Linked DNA regions of Pan troglodytes: region 2 is linked to region 1. A link is a contact called in public capture Hi-C data. All regions are on one chromosome and are shown on one strand. Each heading gives the region's core, a stretch centred on a gene start, on an enhancer-like site or on the middle of the called end of the contact. The rest is flanking DNA. Distances are from core to core; before and after follow the strand shown.

What was found. Capture Hi-C pulls out chosen DNA fragments and counts their contacts.
Region 2: a capture Hi-C map of stem cell-derived neural stem cells shows a contact between it and region 1, with 6 times the contacts expected there. The contact joins two enhancer-like sites. A contact is called at or near these places in 4 of 7 Hi-C or Micro-C datasets (blood, induced pluripotent stem cells and stem cell-derived neural progenitor cells), 1 of 1 datasets of contacts at active chromatin or transcription factors (stem cell-derived excitatory neurons) and 1 of 1 other capture datasets (stem cell-derived neural stem cells).

What each region holds. Positions count from the first base shown.
Region 1 is chr5:18,245,650-18,252,202 of NHGRI_mPanTro3-v2.0_pri, forward strand. It overlaps EDN1 (endothelin 1), which reads left to right. Exons shown (of 10, transcript XM_063812786.1): 7 at 333-498; 8 at 1,933-2,088; 9 at 2,253-2,396; 10 at 3,958-5,198. The coding sequence ends at 4,063. Among named protein-coding and RNA genes, the nearest start is that of EDN1, 120 kb to the left of the region's middle. Within about 2 kb of position 4,137, at least 1 of the 24 cell types and tissues checked has an H3K27ac peak or open chromatin away from gene starts, as enhancers often do. A contact at or near this core is called in stem cell-derived neural stem cells, where this site is marked.
Region 2 is chr5:18,557,382-18,563,406 of NHGRI_mPanTro3-v2.0_pri, forward strand. No RefSeq gene overlaps it. Among named protein-coding and RNA genes, the nearest start is that of PHACTR1, 110 kb to the right of the region's middle. Within about 2 kb of position 2,585, at least 3 of the 24 cell types and tissues checked have an H3K27ac peak or open chromatin away from gene starts, as enhancers often do. A contact at or near this core is called in stem cell-derived neural stem cells, where this site is marked.

The DNA of each region.
Region 1 (6,553 bases), core at 2,887-5,386:
GGATTTTCAACAGGCAGCATTCCACAGCATTTCCCTGAGCCTGCTTCAAGAGGGGTGGGGGAAGTCCCTTTTCAGGTGTTTGTCTCCTCTGCATTTGTGTAATCTCCCTGAAGGTGGATAAGCCAAGGGCATGAGGGGGAGGCAAAAGGTGAACTCATGTTGAGGAGGGAAAAAAATAAAGAGCCCTTTTTTCTGTGTTTCTTGCTGATGGCAGGCTGTGTGCTTCATCTGCTTTTATCTGCTCTGCTAGCTCTGACTCTACTGTGATCCAGCATGTCTCTCGGCGTTTGAGGAGACATCCCCCACTGACCTGCTCTTTCTCTCCCCAGCAGTCTTAGGCGCTGAGCTCAGCGCGGTGGGTGAGGACGGCGGGGAGAAACCCACTCCCAGTCCACCCTGGCGGCTCCGCCGGTCCAAGCGCTGCTCCTGCTCGTCCCTGATGGATAAAGAGTGTGTCTACTTCTGCCACCTGGACATCATTTGGGTCAACACTCCCGAGTAAGTCTCTAGAGGGCATTGTAACCCTAGTCATTCATTAGCGCTGGCTCCACTGGAGCCCAGTTTTAGAGTTTCTTTTCTAGGGACTCTGAAGGTAGTCCTTGTAACACCATCCAAGTGCCTCAGTGGGGACAGTTTCCCTCTATTCCTGAAAATAACGACAGCTTGGTTCTTAGCAACCAAGGGGAGGGTCTTCTGAGGCCCCGTAGCTCAGGCTACTCGTGATGGGACGAGCCGGAGGCCACTGCACGTTTCAAATGAGGAACTTTCAGTGAGAGGGCCTCAGGGGGACACTCTCACAGTGGCATCTGATGGGGTTTCGGGAATAATTGCCGAGGTCAGATGTGGGTTAGTGCAACCTGTGCTTCTCATGGGAGGGTGGAGACTGAGAGGCAGAAGTGATTATATAGAGGGTTAGAATCTCTTAATTTTACTTACAGAAAAACCTAGGCTCAAAGTGTTGAAGTCATTTGTGCAGGAGTGAGTTTGTAGCAGAGCTAGAACTGGAGCCCGGATTTCCTTTGCTGCTATATTTTCCCTTTAGAAATGCCCATTTCAGAACTGAAATAGAAATACTGTCCATAGGCTTCTCTTTCACCTCCAGAGAAGAAAAGCAGATTTCCCCCTTCTGCCCTGGACACTAGTTCATCATCTGTCGGAAGCAGTCATAAACAAGCACACATTTACTATGCATACAATGTACCGTTATGACAAAGGAGGACCAAAATCCAAACAATATCAAACCACACCAAAAACCACAAGGAGCCTAATAATTACTAAGGTGATACTTCCAAAGGGAGGACTTTATCTCTTAGATGAGAATGAAAATGGACACATTGGAAATTATTGGAGAGCCCTCTGGCTATGAGTCCTTCCACAACCATATGATACCACCGACTGGCAGGAGAAATGTGCGAACCTGTGCCTCCTCCTCCCCCAACCACTGGGGTCGGTGGGGTGATGGTGGCACTTTTAGCAGTATCCTCCGTGGTTTGAGTTGAAAATAAGTTTTAAAAATCCTGTGAGTCATGGTTTTGCATTGAAACCTCTTCCCACTGTGTACCCACAAATAGTTGTTAACTAAATAGACCATTAGAAAAGGAAGAAAATATAAAGCAGATGCCAAGCAGAGATGTCCTAATTTTTGACAAAAAAGCAATGTTGCTTGTGTCAAGAAGAAACTGAACTTTGTGAAGAGTTGAAATGGAATTCCACTGAATTAGAAAAACTTGTTTTCTCCTGCCTGGATACATACAGTCAGGGCCATTGATGCACAGGTGTTCCTGGCTCTTGTTACACTTTACCCTCTGAAATGATGCTCCCAAGTGCTATGTGATGAGCTCCTTGTGTGCCCAGTGGAATGGGTGTGCCCATGTGTCATTTTAAAGACTATTAATTATGCTAATATAGTTTCTTTCTCTCTTTGGATAATAGGCACGTTGTTCCATATGGACTTGGAAGCCCTAGGTCCAAGAGAGCCTTGGAGAATTTACTTCCCACAAAGGCAACAGACCGTGAGAATAGATGCCAATGTGCTAACCAAAAAGACAAGAAGTGCTGGAATTTTTGCCAAGCAGGAAAAGAACTCAGGTGAGCAGAAACACCTTTGCTTTTCAATCAGTTTAACAGCCTCCTGAACTCCTTCCTATCATGGTACTGCCTTCCTATTTTAGAGAGACTAACAGAGACATTGAAAGTCAGGGTAAAGCTGAATATAACATTGCTGAAATGTTTTTCCTTGTGTATTTTAACAGGGCTGAAGACATTATGGAGAAAGACTGGAATAATCATAAGAAAGGAAAAGACTGTTCCAAGCTTGGGAAAAAGTGTATTTATCAGCAGTTAGTGAGAGGAAGAAAAATCAGAAGAAGTTCAGAGGAACACCTAAGACAAACCAGGTAAGAGGGAAGGAAGAAAAATTAGGTAAGAGGTTGACAAGAACAACTAGCCCCGGTCATTGATGCCAGCAGCCTGTTCCTACAGCCCTTCTTACTCGGGCAGGTGAAAGACTTTTAGAAAACAGTAGCAGAGGAGATCTATGCATCCTATAGATTAAAAGGAGCAAAAGAATCCCTCTTAAATATTTCCAAGAAGCTCTGGAATGCAAACTGATGTCCTCTGTACTTTTAGCACATACCATTTCATCTACAGGTAGATTTCCCAACCAAAATATATCCAGAGATGCCTTTGTCATTGGGTTATATACAGCCTTTGCCTCTCTGAGTCAATGTATTTACCACTTTCCCTGAGAAATCAAAAATCATTTTGGGGAGAGGACATTTAGAAGAAGAATCAAAATGTCATGGATAATCAAATTCTTCAATAAGTTGCAGTTATTCAGATGGCCAAAGGAAAAATAAAGTCATTAGATAGGGTTGGTGGAGTTTAGAACATGCTGTTTTTCAGGTTTATGGTCTTTTTTTTTTTTTTTTTTTTTTTTTAATAGGGAAATGTGTTTGGTGCAGAGCCAATGTCATTCCAAAAAGCTCTCTCTTTTCCTGGTCAGTCATGTGCTGGGACAGAGAAGGGATCTGGATTAGGCAACATCATAGAGTTGCTCTGAGCTGCTCTTTGGTGATAACCCTTCCAAATCCTAAACTTTTTGGAATTCACAAGCTCAAAGGAGGAAACCTACTCTCTGATCTATCACATGTTCTGCATTTTTCTATCATGGTCTATGGAGACTTTTCCTAGAAATCCAGTGGCAAGAAGTTCTATGATTAAAGTGTTCTGAGCTCAGGCCAGGCAGTCATGAACTACTTCTGAGTTGTTTACTACTGATTTGTGGGGCAGCCTCAGCTATCGGTTTCTTCACACCTGCTTATGAGAGTATCCATATTTATGGTCGCAGGCCAGTAATGCTCCCCACGAGATCAGTTTCTGAACTAACCTGGAATTTTTTATGGGTTTTTATTATGCCAACTATTAAATCAACATTACAGTTCTTCCCTCTGTATTTCTCCTGTAAAACATCAGGCCTGCAAAAAAAAAAATCTTTTTAAAAATAATTGCCATAAAGTATTTGCTCTGGGCCTACTGTATGCTTCTTTTCTTTTTCTCTCTTTTCAACTAAGTCACCGTCAATTTATTAAGATGGCCATAACTATTCAAAACCTATGCTGAGTTCCTCAAGGCAGGGTCGCATAGTGATGAAGGTTGGGATGGGGCTACGGAAGAAACCAGAACAACTCTAGTTTATTTAAAACCTGTATTTACTGCCCACTTCCCCTTAGACTTGACCATATGACCCCTCGCTCCCATTCTAAGCATAGGGGCAGGCTTTATTTTTACAACGGTAATAGATATCACTTGAGGTTTTATCAAAGAGTTGCGGCGGGTGGTGAAAGTTCACAACCAGATTCAGGTTTTGTTTGTGCCAGATTCTAATTTTACATGTTTCTTTTGCCAAAGGGTGATTTTTTAAAATAACATTTGTTTTCTCTTATCTTGCTTTATTAGGTCGGAGACCATGAAAAACAGCGTCAAATCATCTTTTCATGATCCCAAGCTGAAAGGTGAGCCCTCCAGAGAGCGTTATGCGACCCACAACCGAGCACATTGGTGACAGACCTTCGGGGCCTGTCTGAAGCCATAGCCTCCACGGAGAGCCCTGTGGCCGACTCTGCACTCTCCACCCTGGCTGGGATCAGAGCAGGAGCATCCTCTGCTGGTTCCTGACTGGCAAAGGACCAGCGTCCTCGTTCAAAACATTCCAAGAAAGGTTAAGGAGTTCCCCCAACCATCTTCACTGGCTTCCATCAGTGGTAACTGCTTTGGTCTCTTCTTTCATCTGGGGATGACAATGGACCTCTCAGCAGAAGCACACAGTCACATTCGAATTCGGGTGGCATCCTCCAGAGAGAGAGAGAGGAAGGAGATTCCACACAGGGGTGGAGTTTCTGACGAAGGCCCTAAGGGAGTGTTTGTGTCTGACTCAGGCGCCTGGCACATTTCAGGGAGAAACTCCAAAGTCCACGCAAAGATTTTCTAAGGAATGCACAAATTGAAAACACACTCAAAAGACAAACATGCAAGTAAAAAAAAAAAAAAAAAAGAAAGACTTTTGTTTGTTTAAATTTGTAAAATGCAAAACTGAATGAAACTGTTACTACCATAAATCAGGATATGTTTCATGAATATGAGTCTACCTCACCTATATTGCACTCTGGCAAAAGTATTTCCCACATTTAATTATTGCCTCCCCAAACTCTTCCCACCCCTGCTGCCCCCTCCTCCATCCCCCATACTAAATCCTAGCCTCGTAGAAGTCTGGTCTAATGTGTCAGCAGTAGATATAATATTTTCATGGTAATCTACTAGCTCTGATCCATAAGAAAAAAAAGATCATTAAATCAGGAGATTCCCTGTCCTTGATTTTTGGAGACACAATGGTATAGGGTTGTTTATGAAATATATTGAAAAGTAAGTGTTTGTTACGCTTTAAAGCAGTAAAATTATTTTCCTTTATATAACCGGCTAATGAAAGAGGTTGGATTGAATTTTGATGTACTTATTTTTTTATAGATATTTATATTCAAACAATTTATTCCTTATATTTACCATGTTAAATATCTGTTTGGGCAGGCCATATTGGTCTATGTATTTTTAAAATATGTATTTCTAAATGAAATTGAGAACATGCTTTGTTTTGCCTGTCAAGGTAATGACTTTAGAAAATAAATATTTTTTTCCTTACTGTACTGATTTGGAATCATTACTGAAATTTGTAAGGAGTGGGCCAAAGTGATTAAGTATTATAAAGGCAAATGGTTAAAGACGGTTTCATAGAAAAGTGACAATTAGAAGGATATTACGGTCTAAGCTAATTATATAAAGAATTTTATCTGTATCTTAAATGTTGATTTTATACTGCATTGAGGTAAAAACACAAAACAAAAAAGCAGCTTTAACACCTCTGTCTTCTCTTGGGTAGCAGCCTCCTGCTTCTCCTTCACCTGAAAAATTCTCCAGGGACTTCATCCATTAACTTGGCTCAGGCTATTAGGCAGGATTCAACAGTTTAAGCTGATGGTGTGGTGAGAGATGCTTTATCCATATTAATGGACTGAAGGAGGTAATGGCAAGACAACCCCCCAAAACATACCTAATTATACAAAGTTACATACCAAAGTTGCTTTTAGAAAATGGCCTGCTCAGAGCAAGTAGAGGTTTCCAATGGCTTTTTATTTTCTCACATTAAGGATGTTGTTTCTTAAGGAACATTGAGTACCATTGCTTCTTCGTGATAGCCTAGGACTGGCCGTGTGCCCATGGAGGTAGAGACACCAGGTACTGATTCTAGGTCATCTGCCACAAAGCACCACTTCCTCTCCACTTTGCCTTGGCTGGCCTTGTCAGCTCACTGGAGAGCACAGTATTGCAATTGCAGTATTGCAAATGGTCACTACTAACTGAATTCTCTAAGAGCTTGATTAGCCCTCGAGAATCTTCCTTGCCCTTCTCTAATAGTGTCTGAAGGAATTCCTGGCATTTAACAAATATTAGCATGTAGTGATCACTGTCGTCCTAACAGTGACACATCAGAAGGATTTCAAATAACAGTCTTCAGGCGTGCGTAATCAATGTCCTGGGCAGAGTCTCCGTCCTCATTGATCCTCATTTTTCTCTTTAAGGCACAGTCCAATGTCTTTGGGGAATTGTTTATAAAGCTTACTTTATCCATAAACTGTTTCTCAGTGTGTGACTCTCAAGAAAATTTTGAAGTTTTGCCCATGTTGACAAGGTGCTTGGTCTGAACTTGGCCAGTATTTAATCTTGAGCAAACAATTCAATTTCCTTCTATCGTGAGTTTTCTCATCTATGAAACAAGGGAGTTGAGGGGAGTTTCTTTCATACCTCTGAGAAAGAGTTTGAGATTACATAAAGAAGTTGAAGTGGCATTAAAAAAAATGAAGATCTGAGCTTAGAAGACATAGATCTAATACATTTAAGAGGAAGTCAGAATGAGAGAAGCCACTGAACAAAACAGTCCAAAGGACAGCATAGTAAGTCAGATTGATGAGTTTTGGTTGGGTTTTTCATCAGTCAAACCCTT
Region 2 (6,025 bases), core at 1,335-3,834, 310 kb after region 1:
GAAATTCAAAAATTAATTAAAGAAGTCATTTTAAATGTGTTTATTCTGCAACCATACATCATTTATGTTCTAGGTAATTCTATCTTCAAATAAATGTACTCCTCTTTACAAAAGCAATGCATTAAATATGCAAGTGAAAATGAAAACTTTTTATACCTTTATATAATTTTTATATAAATAAATCCACAAGTTATTTATATTGCCAAATTCTATTATACATTGTAGAATATTAGTAAAGTACATATGGCCTATGCATAAAAAATAGAGTCCCAAAGAAAATACTAGTGTCCTGATATAAGGCCCATACTCTGATTTTTTTTTTTTTTTACTTGATGAGTATTTGAGAGTGGAAAATATTTTTAGCTATCCATGCAAAGTGCAATTGTCTCTTATTTTTCCACTTGTACTTCATGAAGACCTTTGGTGATATCTAGTTGACAGGCTAATAGCCTTACCACAAAGAGCTATTTAGACTTGGCAGAAATTTAGAAATTCCTGAAGCCTAAATCAATTTAAAAACCTAAAAACAAATTCACAAAACTTCAAATTCTGCCCTGGCACAACTTTATTTGGTAATAGCGTGTAGGGGGATTCATTCCAAACACAATGTCTTCTAACACTGGAATTTTCCTGAAGCACCAGGTTTCATCATTGGGAATTCTGTTCCACTTCTTTTTAGGGTTTCTACTTAGTGTCATTTATGTTCAGCTTATGCCCTGGAAGTACAGAAATAGCCAGTTGAGAGTATATAGTGTCCTGTTTTTAAAACTTATTTTTAGATTTGTTTTTATTCTTTTAAAATTATTTATTTCTTTATTTGCTTTCTTATTCTTCTTTATTTTTATTATATTTATGATTTATCTTATTTATCTTTAGCTGGTCATCAGTTTAAATAAATCTTAAAATGTTCCACATCTTAAAGATGTTGACTTCTCCAAGGTGGGGCTGGGTCTGATTAGGAGTTAAAACTGAGTGGAAAAAACAATTCACAAAGACATATTACAGGAAACATTTATAGGAAAAAAAAATGAAAATTAGAATGTCATGTGCACCAATACGGTATGATGGTCTTTAAATTCTCATTGTCAAATCTTATTTGGTTCTATATTTAATATTTAAAACTATATTGATAATCTATTATTAGTCTTTCATAAGAAATTAATATTCTTAGAAAACATTGAGTGGTGCTTTGTACACAGTTGAACATCTTATACTTTTTTCAGCATTTTTACTCAAGCATTGGGCTGATTGTATTAATAAATATTGCTATTAATTATTTGAACTTAAATATTACCACTTAAAACAACTATAAACATGTTTAAAACAAAAAAAGAGATTTGATGACAATACAGATTTAGAGTTAACCCTTCATGATAAATGAGAGAAGCTATATCTGGGTGTCTACCTTTGGCTCCAGAGAAGTAACAAAACTGGATACGGTATTAGGGCCATTGGGTGATAACTGCTCCAGGACGTTTTAAAGAAAGTAAAGTTAGCTTTAAGCAGCTTCACACGATTTTGGGGGATGCAATAGTGATTCATGCCTTTGAAAATTTGCAATCTTGCGTGTGTTGTTTCATACCATTCAGTTTTATCCACCTGCCATTTTCATCTGCCTTTTGAGTATTGGGGAACAGGTTTGAGCCTCTCGGTCCCTTGGGTAATGGTTTATCTCAGCAGTCTGCCGCCACCTAGTGTCTAGGATAGAGTGTCATCTATTAACTCACACTTCGTAACTGAAGGAAGAACTCCAACTGCTCACCAGAAAATACATAACTGCAAAAGCAAGCACACATGGGTGGTATGATAATGGCTCCCAAACTGATCCAATGATGCCATCACGTGATATTCAGTTCTCATTAACACATGTCTTACAATGGGAATGGCAGGACATGGGGTGGGTAGGAGCGGCTGGTGGCAACAGTTCCGGTTTCACATTAAATCAGCAAACCACCTTACACATTTTCAAGCATCTGAGTCTCAAACCCCATTAAGTTAATGATGAGAATCCTCATAGCTCCAGCCTTACCTGATGAGTTTCACTAACACAATCACGAAAGCTCTGGTAGAATTTCAGAGGGATTTTCATTGAATTAGGTCTACCATTTTCAGAGGTACTTTTGGCTACTTGGTCTTAACATAAGGGAAATTTCTCTTTATTTTGCCAACAAAATTATAGACCTCTTTCACTTAAATCTTCCATTTATATCAAGCTACACTGGGATCATGTGTTACATATGAAAGTCTACTTCTTACTAGGATATGACAAACAGTATTTGACATCCACTCTTCTTTCTAAGCCTGTTCCACTTATAGCTGTTCGGAAGAATGTATTTCATTTCAGGAACCAAACACAGTGCTGTTACATAAAGTCTGATTGATAGGAGTTAAGGTGGGCAGAAGTTATCAAAATCTGAAAATTAAGTGTTTCAAAGGGAAGGAATGCATTATCATTAGAGCAGTGGGAAGATAGAATTGCCTGTGCTCACTGGATGATTGGTGGGGAGCGTCAGCCTCCACTGCGGATCCCAAGCACTGAGCCAGCCTAGCTTCCTGAGAACTGCTGACCTCAAAATGCAGGAATGATGTTGCCAGACGAGGGTCCCTTCAGCAATCGATGGGCTCACACTGAAGTCTTGTTTGCTCATCTCCCTGTGTGTCTCACTAGACTAGAATACTAAAACTCATGAAGAAACGGCCTCAGCGACTTGGAGCCAAAATGAGCACGGGGAATAAAAAAGAGAAATTAAAATATCAGCCTCACTGTGACAGCCAATCTAACATCTCCCTCCCTGCTCATCTCTCCCTTTCCCTCCCTACTGATTATCTCAAAATTCTTATGCTTCCTTATTCTCTGTCCCTGTCATACGCAGACACATGCACTCACATGTTTATCCCTCCTCTTTCTTTTCTGCAAGAAATATATGCCACAGAATCACTCTTCTGGTAGTAAAACAACCATTGGGTTTGGTTAAAACCCACAGCTGTAAAGTTACATCCCCATTCAATTTCCCAATTGATTGCCAATCTTCTTCATCATTTCCTACATGGATATTGGGCTTTAAATGCTACAGCATCATACAAAGGAGCTGTAAATACAGCAAACATAACATTTATCTTTACCTTTACAATCCTGAATATTTTCATTTAAACAGTCTCATTTATTAAGTTTAGCCTCTAGCAAAGGCAAGACTCTTTCTCTGTTCTGATCATTAAGTACTTGGTTACCAGAAGGAAAACTGGATTTTGGATGAATAATTTATTCTGATCTTGTTAGTTTTGTTGTGTCCCTGAATGTTCGTGATATAGTTAATGAAGATGGGTCACTAAACCATGTCACTGATGAGAAAAAAAATTCCTACATGATAAACAGCAATGGAACCTGCATGCAGGTATGAGTATATATGTGTATATGCATATGTACACACACACACACACACACACACACACAGAGGAATATATGAACATACTGCAGAGATACTGAAGCCAGGAACAAGAATCTTGACTTAAATATTAGACAAAGAAAAGCTCCTTTTGTGAAAAAAACCATCTTAAAATATAAATTTTCAGTGCAGAACTTGAGTTACCAATTGCTAGTCTTCATAGTAAGCCTGATGATAATAAAATGTCCATTTTTTGTTTTTTAGAGACAGAGTCTCACTCCATCACCCAGACTGGAGTACAGTGGCACAATCATAGCTCACTGTAACCTCAAACTCCTGGGCTCAAGCCGTCTGCCTCAGCCTCCCGAGTAGTTTGGATCACAGGCACGTGAGACACACCCAGCTAATTTTTTACTTTTTTTTTTTTTTCCATAGAGCTGAGTCTCATTATGTTGCCCAGGCTGGTCTCAAACTCCTGGCCTCAAACCATCCTCCTGTCAAAACACTTGGATTACAGGCGTGAATCACCACACCTGGCCAATAAAATGTCTATGCTTGTTGGAAAAAAAAAACAACAAAACTCTGTTTATTGACACTCGCTGTATTATGTAAAGAAGGCTGAGAAGCCTTTTGCACACTGTTTTATGAATATAACAGACAATGCCCATCAGTTGTGGCGTGACTATATTGATGCGCTCTTGGTAAGGTGCTAAGAACAATCCTTTCTGTAAAAGGATGAAAAACAAAACCCTTGAGCAGTAAAAGATGACACATTCCACAAATGTTAGCTAATTTCCTGCAACAGAGCATAATGAAAGTGCATGTAGACAGGGTGTGCTTTATCTGTAAAAAGAGGAACAAAAAAAGAAACAAAAGCATCATCATATCTTTTGGTATCCAGAAATAAAATCCACTCAGTTAAATGGTGATTATGAGCAACTTTGAAAAGATTGTCAATATCGAATGCTATTTTTAAACAACAAAAGTTTCTCTTCATACCTCTAGCAGTCTTACATTTTAATGAAACAGGCTCAAAATAGCACAACACATATTTCTAGGTTTCGATCATTAAAATTCTTCATCTGTGGACTACTAGCCATAAATAATCAACTTGAGAAAATAAACCAAACTTAATGGCTTTCTTGTTTCTTCTTACCATTTCTGGATCTTTGAACTTTCCCTTCCACTTTCTCAACCAAAGATAGCCTAAACAAAGAAAGCCAAAGCCAGCTTTTGCCCAATCTTTCCGATTGTCCTGCATAAATCAAACTAGAAGTGACCATATTCCTTGTTTCACTGAAAAGGGACTTAGTGTCATAGCTAAACCTTTCACTGGAGAAGAGAAATGGGGTTGGACAGAAAGACTAATTATAAACCTGCCAGTCAAGGTTTACCATAGAGAAACAACAGGAAATATCTATGAAGCTGTTCACAGCTTGTCAAGATGACCAATGGAAGACCACATATATGACTTACCTTGACAATAGCTTAAACTCTGGAATTTCCTTCCACTGTAGTAAGTTTTATGGTGCCCTTGAACCAGGGAAGCAGTGTGCTGTGCCGGGGGGCGGGGGTGGTTGGGGGAACACAGGCTTTGCTGATAAACAAACCTAGGTTTGAATCCTCCAAAGTCTACTTACCAGTAGACTTTGGTAATGGTCTACTGGTTGGTGGATGGTTTCTACAATTTTTTAATGAGTCTGAACTTCTTCATTGTAAAATGAGTATAAAATCTCATTTACAATACAATACCTAATTGTATTGTGTGAGGAACTAGAGATAATATGCAAAAAAGTACCTAGAGCACATCTTTAAACATTATAAAGGGCGTTACAGGAGTTGAGCTTTGTTAAGTCTTTGGGAAGGTAGAGCTGTCCTAAACTGAAGTCACTCTACCATAGTCTGTCTCATCTCAGATATGTTTTTGAAAGGCCCTTTCATAAGAGGTTCTGTAAAAAGTAGTGCTCATGGGGAAAGTATTATTCTGAAATCATCCTGCTTAAAATCAACTTTCTGAACTGCCATGCAGTCTTGGCAAATACGAATTTCCATCACCCCTTTGCTACATGCCAAGTTGGAATATTGAGAATGCTGTCTATTATTCAATCTAAGTAAAGTACATTACTTTTAATTGGAGGTTGTTTCACTGCCTTTTTGAATTAGGAGACTAATCATTCATCAGAAACACACAATTAAGGATTTTTGTGTTAATTTGGCATTATTGCCATTGATCCAAAAGTGTTGTTATCTTTTAAGCAAGAGCTGAAGTGAGTTCCTCCCATATGTTTTGGCAGAATTGGTGCATCTGTAAGATTCAGCGCTAAGCCCTCCATGCCTTGGCATAGCAGCTGCACAGATCAGTGCTCCGGGGCCTGTTCCAAGCACATCACCTCATAGATTTGCAACAATAAATCAGAAATTTCAAATCTACTGAACAAAGTTTCCTACCGGATCTGTAAGTTGATTTACTTTTGCAAACATCTATTAAGCATCTTTTCATGTAAGTCACTGTATAAATATTATTAACTTTTCAGCTATCTTGCCCAGAGCCCAAAGAAGCTGCAGAAAATATTTTATTTTTACCTCAAAAAGCATTTTATGCTGGATAAAGAGAATACATACAAAGTTTCAAAGCTTCAAAG